Regions from separate parts of the Mus musculus genome. Here regions 2, 3, 4 and 5 are each linked to region 1. The links are chromatin contacts, called in public HiCAR-type and promoter capture Hi-C maps. All regions are on one chromosome and are shown on one strand. The core of a region is the stretch at or near the end of the contact, and the rest is flanking DNA. Distances in the headings are between cores, read along the strand shown. Region 1 holds the start of Sarm1 (sterile alpha and HEAT/Armadillo motif containing 1). Region 2 holds the start of Evi2a (ecotropic viral integration site 2a). Region 3 holds the start of Ankrd13b (ankyrin repeat domain 13b). Region 4 holds the start of Rnf135 (ring finger protein 135). Region 5 holds the start of Utp6 (UTP6 small subunit processome component).

Region 1 (2,700 bases), core at 37-2,536:
TCCACATATCAAAGGTGATCAAAAATGCCAGAGAAAACACGTCGTGACACTTGTGAGGGCTGCGTGCTGAAAGCGACTCTTCTAAAAATTCTGAGCTGAGAGCCTGAGATTTTGGTGAAAATTAGTGTGACAGCCTGTTTTGCTCTGGCACCAGAAGACCGGGAAAGTGGGCCCTTCAAAGGCTTCATAATAGTTCAAAAGGAGGTCTCAGGAGGTAGGCAAAGGAGAAGCAGTCAAGCAGTTTCCCATAGGAAGGAAAGATACCTCAGTTTTCTCTGCCCCTACTATTTCGTCCTAGCAAAAACAAAAACAAAACAAAACAAAACAAAAACCAAAAAACTTTCTGTTCCTGATCAGACGCTGCAGAATAAGGTCATGGCTGCCCTGGTGAGAAGGTAACACAGAAAGACACCCAGATGCACGGGAGAATTATGGGCTTAGGGCAAAATCAGCAATGGGATACCGTCTCCAACCACCTTCACTGCCCTGGCAACCCCACACCTCACCCCACTCTCCCTCACCGGTTCTCAGCCACCAGGATCTGCTCCAGCAAGCGCGCGGCCTGCACACGGGTCTCTAGCTCCGGTGCCTGAAGCAGCCGCAACAGCAAGTCGAGGCCACCGTCCAGACGTATAGCATCGCATAGACCTTGGGCCACCTCGCGGCCCACGGCCGGCAGCAGCCAGGCTTCCTCTACCAGCTGGAAGACCTCGGCGAGACCCGCGCCCACAGCCCGCGCCGCGCTTGCCTGTTTCAGCTCGGACAGCGCCTGCTGCAGCTCAGGCAGCGAACGCTCCAGGGCGCCTTGCACCTCAGTGCCCACTCCGGGCGACACTTCGCGAGACCCGCGACCGCCCGCAGCCCACCATGGGCTGGCGCCACCACTCCGATCCGGTCCGGGCACTGTCAGCCGATCGGCGCCCGGCCGTGGGCCTGACATGGTGAAGAAGCGGCACAGTTTGTAGGCGGAGAAGAGCAGCGTCAGGACCATGGGCGCTGGGCAGCAGGGGACATGCCAGGCCTAGAGGGGCGGGGCCTGGCAGAGAGACCCCGGCCTTGGGAGGAGAAAGAAAAAAAAAAAAAAAAAAAAAAGCAAACAGGATCCGGTAAAGGTGCTGGGCTACAAGTGTAGAAGCAGAAGGAGGAGGGCAGCTCCGGGACTCAGCGACTTAGGAAGGGCATGAAGGGAGAGAGAAGCATGGACCAGACGCGGGAGGGTAGAGACGCCGGTGCCCGGAACAAAGCGCTGCTCCAATCTAAGCACAGCGGAGCTAAGATGCTCAACAGCAACCACGCCTCTGAGCAGCAGAGTCAAGGATTTGACGCCCCGCCTCTAGGTTTCACGGGCTCCGCCCCCGACGCAGGCGCAAGCCCTACCCCAGGTCTCCAGCCACGCCCACACCTGGCTCCGCCTCCTCTCCCCAGTCTCCCCTTGGTGGTGTGCAAGATGCTGTAGAAAGGGCTGTAAAGAGCTGTCTTCCATTTCCTACCGCTCGCTCGGCTCCCCAAAATGTGGAAGCAAGCTGGCTACATGTATCCACGTCCCCTCCGGATGGTTAAAGAATCGCAGTTGAGATTCTTAAAGCCCTTTAATGCCGGTTTCCACTTAGGCTTCACGCGTCTGTAGGGAGTAAAATTTAGTGTTTCATTTTGCCGCTGAGACTACTGCGGTCCATAGAGAAGAGACACCAAAGGCACGCTCGCCTGTGATTACAGAACAGAAAACGGAGGGGCTTCAGAAGTGTGCCAGTGCTTGGAATTTGGCCCAAAACCTGGCACTCTACCCCAGTGAGCACTTTCTTTATAGAGAAATCCCACTTAGTATGTGAGTCTAGAAAGTATGCCCAATGAGTCCATTTTTTTTTTAAAATAAATGAGGTCATTGAAGGTGTGGCCAGGGTGGTCCCCCGAGGATCAATGGATTAGTGAAAGCCTCAGGAATGGGCTCTGGGACTGGAAAGATGGCTCAGCCTTTAAGAGTACTTGTTCTTACAGAGGACCTGGGTTTGATTCTCAGCATCCACACGGCAGCTCATAACTGTTCAAAACTCCAGTTCCAGGGTATTCAAAGCCCTCTTCTGACCTCCATAGACACAAGACATGCATGTGGTGCACAGATGCACATGTGAGCAGACACTTATACACAAAACATAAAATAAATAAATCTAAAAAAAATAAAGAAAGAAGAATAGACTCTGACCCACTACTTCCTATGCTGTAACACCCAGCTTAGAGAGAACAAGGAGAGGCCAGAAATGAAGCTTTGTTCTTTTATGAGAAGAAAAGAAAACCTCCCCCAAAGTGCTTGCCAGCTCTCCCCCAACCCCCCTTCTTGCCCCAAAAATCCAGATTCGAAGCGGGGGGTAGGATGGGACAAGCACCTAGCCTGATCAAACAGTAAATCGATAACGGCTTATGGGAATGAGTTGGAAGCTACTCCAGGCACGAAACGTTTTGTCTGTTCTAGCTCACGGAATCTCTCAACACCTGATGAGGCAAGGCACCATGGTCCCACTTTATAAAAAGTAAGGCTCAGGGAGATTAACGGGACTGGCTCAGAGGGTGACAACACATGCTTTCTTTCCACCTCCCCAGCTAAGCTAAGCGTGTTATCCCTCCTGCCCGTGACCCTACTGACTTTGGTCTTGGCGAGGGTTTTCTGTTTCCCAGCTCTCCTGGGGCTGGGGTTCTGGGAATGTG
Region 2 (2,700 bases), core at 126-2,625, 1.0 Mb after region 1:
TTTTTTTTCAGGTCTAGGTTAGGGCCTAAGATTCTGTCTCTAAACTACTCCTAAGTAGTACAGATACCACCCTGCTGGTCACACTTGAGCCAGGGAGGTTTACTATGGTATAATCTCTGGCATTCGACAATATCGAAATGCTAATAAAGCACAGAAGTTGAGATTAACAGTTGAGATATGCTAAGTTGCACAGACAAAAATAGCATATAGTAAATGATGCTAGTTAGAAACTACAGTTTGATTCATATCTTATACGCAGAGTGGAGAGGGGAGCCCCCAGTGCTCTGGGGTCCGATCACTATTGAGATTATGACTGTTGGTAGATGCTTAAAGATCAACTGCACTGGCTTTTGTGCGATAGTATTCCGCTTCATCTTCAAGTTGGATGGTAGGATTCTCACGATACTTTATACGTCAGTCACATACCAAAAAAAAAAGCACTTTAAATTGATTTAGTAAGAAGTGTCCGTCCTTTCCTACCAGAGTAGACTTATGCAGTCAGTGTTAAATGACTTAATGTAGGTGATTTTAATCACATTAGTTCATTCACAGTGCTGTATACATCACAGTGTTGTACACGCTAGCCGTGTACCACAGGACAACATAATAGATCTGCTGTTGGTTGTCTTCAGCCAGATGTGCTGTCATGCCCTAGTAAACAAGCTGTTGGCACCATCAGACTCTCTCTTTGCTCACAATTGCCTGAGAACAGAAACTGTTCCTACATCTCTATTTTATGCCCCAGAGGCCAAGTTGGCTTAGCAAAGTTTTGATTTTCTGGTTTTGGTTTTGTCTCATTATTTTTAGTCAGATAGGTCATTCCTCAGCTGCAGTAATGAGAATGTATTTCCTTAATTTAAAAACAAAACAACAACAACAACTCAAAGCTTTTCAACTCATTTGAGTACAAACTCAAGACCTTCCTCATCCTGATTTAAATTCCATATTAATAATTATAAATTTTTCCTAGATCTAATTGATTATGCTGTTTACTTAATTTTTCATAGTGGAATAGAAAACACATAGCGATTCTACATTGTTAGATATATGTATATACCTTTGAAAAAGCCCTTCCTCTCTACTAACCTGAACAGTTATAAGTGGGAGGAGTAAGAGAGCCGCATGTGCTACCTACCTTCAGAGCTCGCCCAGCCGTCACTTCGTAAGCCACCTCAGTTCTGCTCTTCTTATTTTAAGTAGAATACTTTGGAGACTGTGAAACTTAAATCTGCAGGGTTTTTTAAAGAGGATATGTACAGCTAGCTTTCCACTCTTAAAACCAAACCACAGATGACACATTTCCTTTCCGCTGCAACTCAACTACATGTCACGGGGAAAGCAAAGACTGACTTGTCCAGCTGGCAATGGGATGACAAGAGGCTTTGTAGCGCCAGTCTCCACCCCCTGAATGGGGAGGGCTTTCCTCTTTCCTTCCCCTTCCCCCTTTTCTCTCCCACCTATGGCTTATTGTTTATGCCTACTATCTGCTTTTGAAATTAGTATTATTCAATGGAAATTACATGATGGCATCTTTAGTGTGGCATTAAAATCACTTTTCTAATTTTATATCACAGACTGATTTGAAAACATAAATGTGGGGTCCTTGGAGGTGTTTGTCAGCTAGGAGGATCACCGAGTCCGTGGAGGTGTTTGTCAGCTAGGAAGATCACACACATCACTGCCGTTTCAAGCTGCGAACTGCAGCAGTGATCTGAGCAGAATTTGGGCCAGAGAATGCTTGTAGGGTGTGGTGTGTGCAGTTGTGTCATTGCCTCAGATTAGACACGTCTGTTCGTCCGGGATGGATTACACGGTTTTGTGTGAAATCAGATAGACTCCTCTGATGATCTCCTTGGTTCTGCTGATCGTACCGAAGCCTGGGTCACAGCAGATCCCCTCTGATCCTGTCTCACTACGATCCTCCCTTCAGGTTTTCTGAGGTGCTTGTTTCCTCACTAGCCCCACACATGTCACGCATCTCTAACGCTGTCTTTGATCATCTCCTCCCTTTTTCTGAATGAGCACCACACTAATCTCCAGGGATCATTAGACACTTTCTCATCTCCTTAAAAAGATGACCACTTTTAATTTATATAATTTAAATTTTTATTTATTTTTATGGTGTCACTGGGACTGATCGCAGTTATCTACGCCTACCTTTATGTAGGTTTTGATGTCACCAGGTTTGCATGACCAGCACCTGCTGAGCCAAGTCTTTCACACCTCCCCTCCTTTTTATTTTGAGTCAAGTTTATTAAGTTGCCCATGGTAGCTTTGAATATTTTTGGGTTTTGCTGGTTTTCCTTTTTTTTTTAAATCTCCTCTCACAGTCCATCCCAACCACAGCTTCCCCTCCCTCCTCTCCTCAGTCTGCCCCGTACCTCCTCTTTCCCAGATCCACTGCTCCTCCATTTTCCTTCAATAAAGAGCAGCCTGAAACAGCTTCTTGTGGAGTTGAAACTGGCCTAGAACTCAATATGGAGCTGAGGACGACCTTGCCTTTATGGTCATCTTGCCTTGCTCCCATGTGCTGGGATCACAGGCTTTTATCACCACATCCATCTGAGCGCTAGGAATTGCACCTAAGCTTTCATACATCCACTAGGCAAGTACTCGGTCAACTGACCAATGCCACAGCCTCCTTGATTCTTACTAAAAGTCAAAAAAGTTGCCTATATTTTCAAAAGTGATTCCAAAATA
Region 3 (2,700 bases), core at 106-2,605, 1.0 Mb before region 1:
CCCAACCCAAAGCTGTCTGACCCACAGGTTTCTCTGATTGGCAGAAAGCAGGGAACCCCTGTTCTGTGCAGGACCTCAAGTCCTTCCTATGGCCCCCTGGCTTCCTCCACGGTGAGAAGGTAGGCCCTAGCACCAAGAGGCAGGAGAGCGCCTTTCAGCACCTGGACAAGGCCCTCCGGAGCATCCCAATAGGGTCTTTCTCACTCCTGGCTCCGAAGCCAGGGCTGGCATCTGAAGCACCCATAGGCTCTGTCCACTCTAAACAAACAGAGACCTGGTTCACCAGGAAGTGAGAGGGCACTGGGTGGGGCTGGAATGCCCGAGGGTGCAACACAGCTTGTTCCCCGATCTTATGTGGGCCCCCTCCCCACGCAGGCCTTTCCCGTCCCTGCACATTCACGCGGGATGTCATGTCGCGTCTAGATCGAGTGGGGTGGACTCTCCCACCACATGGAGCCCAGACAGAACCGACAACCCCTCCCTAGAATCCCTTCAAGCCCCAACGGAGAAGAACACAGGGTCCTTCCACACCAGTCTCGGAGAGCCCGGAACACGTGTGGGCCACCGGTCCTGGAACCAGAGAAGCAGGCGGGGGCTGCTGCCATCACCCACTTCAGGTCAACGAGCACAAAAGCCGCAGCTGCAAACAAAGAAGCGCTGCAAACTAGCCGGGGAGGCGGGACAGGCGGCGCCGCGCCCCCTCCCCACGCCGCGCGGGCGTGCGGGGCCATGGTCCCCGACGGCGCTCCTACCTGGCCGGCGCGGACCTCCTTCTCCAGCTCCCGGTGGCGGTTGTGCCACACGAGGTAGTGCAGCGGGTACTTGCCCTCGGGCCCCTTCCTGGCGGAGGCGTTGGCGGGGATCATCGCCCGCTCCTCATGCCGGGGCCGCGGCGCCCGGCCCGCGGGGAGGGACGGCGCGGGAGCCCGGGCCCGGGGCCGCGGGGCGGACGGCCGGAGCTGTCTGCTCGCGGGGCTGCGGCTCGGGCATGTGCGAGCGGCGGCGGCGGCGGCGGGCGGGGGCGGCGCGCCCGGCGTGGTGCGGGCGGCGGGCGTCCTCGGGAGGCGGCGGCGGGAGGCGCGGAGCAGCCCCCACCCGCCCTGGGAGGGAGCGGGCACTCGGCGGCACGCGGCCTCGCGCCTCCCCTCCCACACCCCCGCACACAAAGACGCCTCTCGGCGGAGGGAGCAGGGACCCGCAGCTGGAGCGGGGGCGCTCGGGGCGCCGGCCCCGGGGTCGCCGCCGCCGCCGCCGCCGCAGGGACGCGCGCCCGCACCCTCCGGCTCCCCTAAGCCGCATAGCCCGGCCCTCAGCCCGAGCGGACGGTGAGGGACAAGCGAATGCGGGGAAGAGAGGAGGGGACCCGGGTGCGCCGTGCTGGGTTAGTTACAGCTTGGCCCCGCAGCATCATGGGGCTTGTAGTCCGCCTGGTAGAACCGTGCGTTTCGGATGACCAGAGATGGTCTGGAACTGATTTCCTGGAAGGGTGGACAGAGAGTCAAACCCGGCCGAAGCGGAGGCCTTACTTGGATGCCAAGTGGGTTGGGGGCGCCTCCACCCTTTGGCATTTTGCCTTTTGCAAGGAAATGGGGGAGGCTTTTAGGGCTGACCTGAAGCGTTGGGTCGGGGGTCTATGGCCTGCAGAAGTGAGCTTGGGTCCCAGGGAGGGTAAAGAGGCATCTAGATTCATAGTGACTAAAGAGTGACCCTAAGAGAGATGCAGGGCATCAGTACCAAGGGTCACTGAAGCAGCCAGGGGTCTGAGAATCGAAATATTTCTCAAATCTTTGCTCTCTCAGAAAATTAAACCCCAGCTTCCACACATCACGTTGGAAAAGAGAATGTCTAATGAGGCGAAGAAGACAGTCTTTCCCCTACATGGCTCAGCAAGAACCAGGATGAGGTTGAGCAAAGACAGCAGCAGGTGGCATTTCCCCACCTCCATCCCATGTGGGTCCCTGCCTAAGGAAAATGACTGAGTCCAGATTGCCTGCTTCCTGAAAGAGCAGAGAGACAAGCGCTTCCACAAGGAGCCCTTGCAGAGAGTGTGGTCAAAGTCAAATTGGCCTCTGTGGCGGCCACCTGCAAATGGTAAAAGGACCAAGATGCCTTGGGAGAGAAAATGTCAAGAGAGTTGTATTTAAATACCGTAACAATTGCTTGATCTTAAACAAATTGCTTATCCTTCAGAGTTTCTCGGCCCACTCACCTCTAAACTGGGATCAGATACTACCTCATGGGATGAGCTAAGGGTATGAACTGCCTGAAAACGGCCCCTCTCTCCTTCAACCAGCCTGAGACAGGTGGTAGGAGCGAACATGTTGCCTTCCTCGAGCCCACCTCAAGGCAGAAATAAGGAATTCCTGGCCAACCCGATTTAGAACAACAATCTAGAGAGTGTTTGTGTGGGAAGCGACAGCAAAAGCTTGCAAACTCCTTGCGCCCTTCTTGGGTTTCTTTGTGTGTTCTTCTCTCCTGCTTCCTGCACACCCAGTGGTGCCAGGCCCGGGAGGACTGAGTAGACTGCCTCGCCCCTTTCTGCAGCCTGGGAGGAGCCGGTAGGCGTCTCTGCAGCCCAGAGCCGCAGCCCACCTCCACCGCCAGGGGTCAGCAGAGTGTCGTGATTGCAGCCCGAGTTGAGGAGGGGGCTAGAGAAAGGAGGGGCAACTAGGAGAGGCCGCGAGAATGCCTGTACAATTC
Region 4 (2,700 bases), core at 95-2,594, 1.7 Mb after region 1:
CTTCTAAAGTTCTTTGGACCTGACTGCTGAGGTACCTGCTAGAGCAGTGATTCTCAATGAGTGGGTCATAACACCTTTGGCAAACTCCTATATTCACATGACTATTCATAACAGTTGCAAAATTACAGTTGTGAAGTAGCAAGAAAATTATTTTTTAAAGATTTGTTCATTTATTTTATGTATATGAGTACACTGTAGCTGTCTTCAGACATACCAGATCCCATTACAGATGGTTGTGAGCCACCATGTGGTTGCTGAGTACTGAATTCAGGACCTCTGGAAGAGTAGTTGGTTATTTTTTTTTTAAAGATTTATTTATTTATTATATGTAAGTAAACTGCAGCTATCTTCAGACACACCAGAAGAAGGCATCAGATCCCATTATGGATGGTTGTGAGCCACCCTGTGGTTGCTGGGCATTGAACTCGGGACTTTGGAAGAGCAATCAGTGCTCTTAACTGCTGAGCCATCTCTCCAGCCCTGATTTACTTATTTTTTTTTCTTTTTCCATTTTTTTTTTTTTTTGGTTTTGTTTTGTTTTGTTTTTCGAGACAGGGTTTCTCTGTATAGCCCTGGCTGTCCTGGAACTCACTTTGTAGACCAGGCTGGCCTCGAACTCAGAAATCCGCCTGCCTTAAAGGCGTGCTCCACCACGCCTGGCTTCCAATTTTTTGTTAGGTATTTTCTTCATTTACATTTCAAATGCTATCCCGAAAGTCTCCTATACCCTCCCCCCAGATTTACTTATTTTTAAGAAGAGCAAATAAAGACTGAGGCTGTCTTTTTTTTTTTTTTTTTTTTTTTTAATTAATTATATGTAAGTACACTGTAGCTGTCTTCAGACACACCTGAAGAGGGCATCAGATCTCATTACGGGTGGTTGTGAGCCACCATGTGGTTGCTGGGATTTGAACTTCAGACCTTCGGAAGAGCAGTTGGGTGCTCTTACCCACTGAACCATCTCACCAGCCCCTGAGGCTGTCTTTTAATGTCATTTAATGCATATGAGTACACTGTAGCTGTCTTCGGACACACCAGAAGAGGGCATTAGATCCCATTTTTGTTGCTACTTCATAACTGTAATTTTGATACTCTTATGATTCTAAAATGAGTTCCTGAAGCGGACCTTCTTCATAGCTTAAGTTGTTGGGGTTGCGTGTTTGTGGCTAGGCGAGCAGGACCCAACTACTAGAGAGAGATGATTTTTCCAGGCCAAAATCCAGGCAGGTAGCCAGCAATGTCCGGCGCTTTTAGAGGCTGGGGAGAATTAGCAGCTGGGCGGGTCGAGCTGATGGGAGGGGCGGGGCGAGCTGATGGACAAGGCGAAGTGTTGCCGGGGAAGTTAGTAGGACAAGGCGGAACCTAAGGGTGCTTCCTGGCTGTCGCCTAATTATGGCGGCCGTTTGTTCTGGCAATGCAGTCCCCGTGTGGCTGAGCGAGGACGACCTGAGCTGCATTATCTGCCAAGGGCTACTAGACCAGCCCACCACGCTGCCCTGTGGCCACAGCTTCTGTCTCCGGTGCCTCCATGACCTGTGGGTCTCGAAGCGTGGGGCCGTGGATGGCTGCCCTTGGGCTTGCCCCATATGTCGGAAGGGTCCCTTGACAAAGCCCAAGCTGCACAAGAACCCGCTGCTGCAAGACCTGGTGGACAAGTACCTCCAAGCGGCGCGGGAGGTCGAGGCTGGCTCGGAGCCTGAACCCGCCCCCGCGCCGCGTTCTGCGCCCCAGGTAGGAAGCCTGCACCGGACTTCCAGATCTCTTTTTCTGCCACAAAATTTGCTCAGTCTAATCTGTTTTCTGGAGAACCTTAAAAAGTTTATAGCTGTATAAAGAAATACAAAAGCCCAATGTGGTGGCCCCATGCCTGCAATTCCCCGTTTTGGAGTGGCTTGCCCCACAGGGCCAGAGTTACATAGTAAGATCCCATCACAAACAGTTAAAAATCCAAGTCCCATCCACCCGAGGTGTGGTGCACACTTGTATAGTTTTAGTTTTTCCCAGCCTTCTGTGATGTCTGGAGATTCTTAGTGTGGTAGAATGTATGTGCCACAAAAATTGCCATTTTCCCCCTTAACTCAATTGGCCTATTTGTATATTTATTGAGACAGGGTCTAACTAGACTAGACTAGGATGGCATTGAACCTGGGGTGACTCCCTCGGCTTTCCAAGTCTGGGATTACAGGTGTGGGCCACTTGAACTCAAAACTTTGCCTGCTTCTGCTTTTCAAGAGCTGGGATCAAACACAGGTGCCACGACTGGCCATCTGAACAATTTTTTAGTGTACAGTTCGATGGCATCTCTCTTATTTCCAATACTGTGCTTCTGTCACCGCTGTTGCCAAGGTAATTTCATCAACTTAAAAAAGACCTCTGTACCCACTCACTAAGCAATAACACCTGATTCCTGTCCCTCCAGCCTCTCTGTATCTCATCTCTCATAAGCTTTATGTCTGAGTTTACCTGTTATATTAGGTCAGAAAGCGACGCACTGAGACCACCACTCCCATTCAAAGGCAAGAGTGTTTTTTGTTTGAAGAAAGCAAGAACCCTGCATGCAGGGGCCAGCCACTTATAAAAATGGTGACCCCAGACAAAGGGGCACAAGGCATCCATGGGAAACTAGAGGAATTTTATCAAACATTAGGTAATCTAAAACTTCATTAGTGGGTGCTGGGGAAGTTACATGGGTTGGTTTCT
Region 5 (2,700 bases), core at 66-2,565, 1.5 Mb after region 1:
ATTACTGTTCCCACCAGCAAAGTAAATAATGCCTAATGCTTTTTATTATTTATACATACTAACAAAGATTTCTCCTCCAAATTTAGGCTACTTAGGGGCTTGTCTTGGGGTGTGTGTGTGTGTGTGTGTGTGTGTATGTATACATTCTCTAGAATCAAACTCAAGGCGTTGGCATGCTAAGCAAGCACTCTGCAATGCTCTTAGCTTCAATGCTTAGGTTTTTGTTAACCAAATCTCTATCCTAAAATCTTGGGTCTATTTTCAGCATGTAAATTCTTAAAACCTAAATTGTCTCTAACTAAATATTACGACAAAGGAGTGAGCATACATGTGTTCTAAGAAAAACAGAATACTCAAGACAATATTTAAGAATGGTAACACATTTAGCACCGCGCCCCCCTTGTTTTTCCAGACAGGTAGCACTCACAGGGATCCGCCCACCTCTGCCTCCCAAGTCCTGGGATTGAAGGCCGGTGCCCTGACTCCGGGCAACATTTAGCACTTTCTAAGCGTCCTCGCGGTGTTTCCTAACGTTTTTCTTTGCGGATCCTACACTCACACTACTACTGCACTTTTATCTAGAGTCATAGAAAAGTAAACTGTTACAGAAAATCACTAAAAGTAACTGATTTTACCAAATTACCAAATGCCAACTATATTCCGTGCCCTGTGGCAGAGCGCTAAAGAAGCATAGGAAATGAATTGAATGGTCTTCAGTCTATAAGTTTAGTTAGGGAGACCTACCCACTCCCCCTGGGCTTCCGTGGCGCTGTACTCGACTATCTAAAGCTGTATACCCCAAACTTTTAAACTATAACCATTTTCTAATCGGAATTCTCCCGCCATTCACACTGCCCAGTATCCTTGACGGGCTAGGATCCTGGCTGGATCACCTTTACGGCCGCAAGACCCTGACCATTGGATGACGGTCAGTAGGAAGGGTAAACGGACTGATTATGGATCGCATTGCAATACGTTAAAGTTGAATTCTGACCGTGGTCAAATTCCAGCCACGGACTTTTCCCTCTGCTAGCATGGTAGCTACAAACAAACTCAGAAAAGTCAGCACGCCGGTCCCCGCCACACACTGGCCTCAAGCTCCCCTCCGGCCTCCCCGCTCCTTCCTCTTCCCTGATCCTCTCTCACTTAATCTCCGCGTGACTGAAGAGTCCGATGCGCTCCAGCTGTTCCAACTCCGGGATTCGATCTTCTATACGTTCCTGAATTATCTCCGCCATGAGGCTGGAACTTCACAAGCAGCCGGGCGGCCGATAAGCGTAGAGAACAGCCACCTTTCAGCCTCACTCTTAGTGATTGACTGAACGTGCTTCGTAAGTCCCGCCTTTTCCGCTTCCGCCATTGGGGAGCCCCTCTTTTCTAGCGAAGCCGCTGTCGCCTCCCTGTGGTTGACTATAGGATTGCAGCAAGAACCTTTTCCGGTCTGGGAATGCATCTTTTGCGGGGGCGGGGCTGGGGGCGGGGCTAAATCCTCGCGCCTCGGAGACCGGAAAAAGCTCCTCCCGGAATACCTGATAGGAGCTTTAAGTACGCTACCTGGAAGTCATTTGTTTTTATCATGCTCCTGTCGCAGGTTCTCGCTTCTCGTCACCGAGAACACTGAAAACTAAAAAATGTAACTGAAGACGATATTGTTAATTATGCAAATTCGATGAGGCTCTAAGGCTGCGGACCAGCTGCCCTGGTCTTAGTCGGCTGGCTTCACGAAACCAGTATGGTAACCGTGCATTTTCACGTCCCAATGAAAGCCTCTGAATGGTTGGTTCTTTTTAAAATGGTGAGAAAAAATGTATTATTTAAATAATTAGGGCCATCGTGCTACCTAGCCTGGCAACCTAAATTCGGTAGAAGGAGAGCACTGACTCCTGCAAATTATCCTCTGATCTCAACACGCGTTCTATGGCGCGTGTGCCCGCCCACGTGAATACACACACGGTTTTTAAATTAAAAATAAATATCTTGACCTATGTAGACAAAATACTTCAAAATTTTAGGCACTGGATAAATAGCAGAAACTGTCATTTGTTTTAGAAAACAATGAAAAGTTTGAAAGTTGGTGAAATAGATCAATATTTACACAGATCTTCCTTACAACATTGTCCAAGCAAATTAGTGTTTCTAAGAGATCCACCTTGGAAGCAACATTGCTGTATAATTACTACCACCTTAAAAAAAAAATCTGTGGTTCCCTTCTCTGTTAAGTTCTGGAAGATGATAAAAAGCCAAAGCAGGGCTTCTTGCTAGACCTGTTATTAGAACACTCACGTCGTTACCCCGGTCTTCTACGTGATTTATGAGAGGGAACTAGACTTCATAGTCACCCAGAGCCACCCAGCTCCTTGCTTTCCTTCCCTTTCTGTTTCACATCTTGTCCCACTGGCCTCAGAACTGACACAAAGGTCAATGTGAGCTTCATCACTTCCCAGCCCTTTCAGATCTAAGATCTGAGACATGGAAGGAAATCATGTATGTAAATTAAAGATGCAGTTTCCTTGTAATAGTAACGCAGGACTTGTTGTTATTAGTCAGAATGGGGATGACTGTGAACAGCAAGTCCAGTGTGGGCAGGAAGCTTGTAATAATAAAAAAAAAAATCAACAAATAAATGCGCAAGTGTAAGGCATTTATAACGTTTCTTTAAGTTCAAGGAAGTCAACAAGCCTGACAGATTGTAATCCTTCC

What was found. Promoter capture Hi-C pulls out the DNA fragments that hold promoters and counts their contacts. HiCAR-type assays count read pairs that join an accessible place to other places.
Region 2: a contact with region 1 is called in a HiCAR-type map of astrocytes, with 4 times the contacts expected there. The contact joins the promoter of Evi2a here to the promoter of Sarm1 in region 1. A contact is called at or near these places in 4 of 39 promoter capture datasets (hippocampal neurons, liver and pre-B cells) and 2 of 115 datasets of contacts at active chromatin or transcription factors (astrocytes and pro-B cells).
Region 3: a contact with region 1 is called in a promoter capture Hi-C map of cranial neural crest. The contact joins the promoter of Ankrd13b here to the promoter of Sarm1 in region 1. A contact is called at or near these places in 2 of 39 promoter capture datasets (cranial neural crest and liver).
Region 4: a promoter capture Hi-C map of liver shows a contact between it and region 1, with 2.6 times the contacts expected there. The contact joins the promoter of Rnf135 here to the promoter of Sarm1 in region 1. A contact is called at or near these places in 2 of 39 promoter capture datasets (liver and pre-B cells) and 1 of 9 other capture datasets (liver).
Region 5: a contact with region 1 is called in a promoter capture Hi-C map of pre-B cells. The contact joins the promoter of Utp6 here to the promoter of Sarm1 in region 1. A contact is called at or near these places in 5 of 39 promoter capture datasets (the C10 cell line, hippocampal neurons, liver and 2 more).

Annotation. Positions count from the first base shown.
Region 1 is chr11:78,496,468-78,499,167 of GRCm38.p6, forward strand. It overlaps Sarm1 (sterile alpha and HEAT/Armadillo motif containing 1), which reads right to left and starts at 1,287. Exons shown (of 9, transcript NM_172795.3): 1 at 522-1,287. The coding sequence starts at 991. Vtn (vitronectin) reads left to right here and starts at 2,653. Exons shown (of 8, transcript NM_011707.2): 1 at 2,653-2,700.
Region 2 is chr11:79,529,234-79,531,933 of GRCm38.p6, forward strand. It overlaps Evi2a (ecotropic viral integration site 2a), which reads right to left and starts at 1,376. Exons shown (of 2, transcript NM_010161.3): 1 at 1,136-1,376. The region is part of intron 36 of Nf1 (neurofibromin 1); the gene reads left to right. It overlaps Evi2 (ecotropic viral integration site 2), which reads right to left and starts at 1,376. Exons shown (of 4, transcript NM_146023.4): 1 at 1,136-1,376.
Region 3 is chr11:77,488,687-77,491,386 of GRCm38.p6, forward strand. Ankrd13b (ankyrin repeat domain 13b) reads right to left here and starts at 1,356. Exons shown (of 15, transcript NM_001373882.1): 1 at 753-1,356. The coding sequence starts at 866.
Region 4 is chr11:80,182,525-80,185,224 of GRCm38.p6, forward strand. Rnf135 (ring finger protein 135) reads left to right here and starts at 1,345. Exons shown (of 5, transcript NM_028019.4): 1 at 1,345-1,731. The coding sequence starts at 1,393.
Region 5 is chr11:79,961,072-79,963,771 of GRCm38.p6, forward strand. Utp6 (UTP6 small subunit processome component) reads right to left here and starts at 1,316. Exons shown (of 19, transcript NM_144826.3): 1 at 1,147-1,316. The coding sequence starts at 1,238.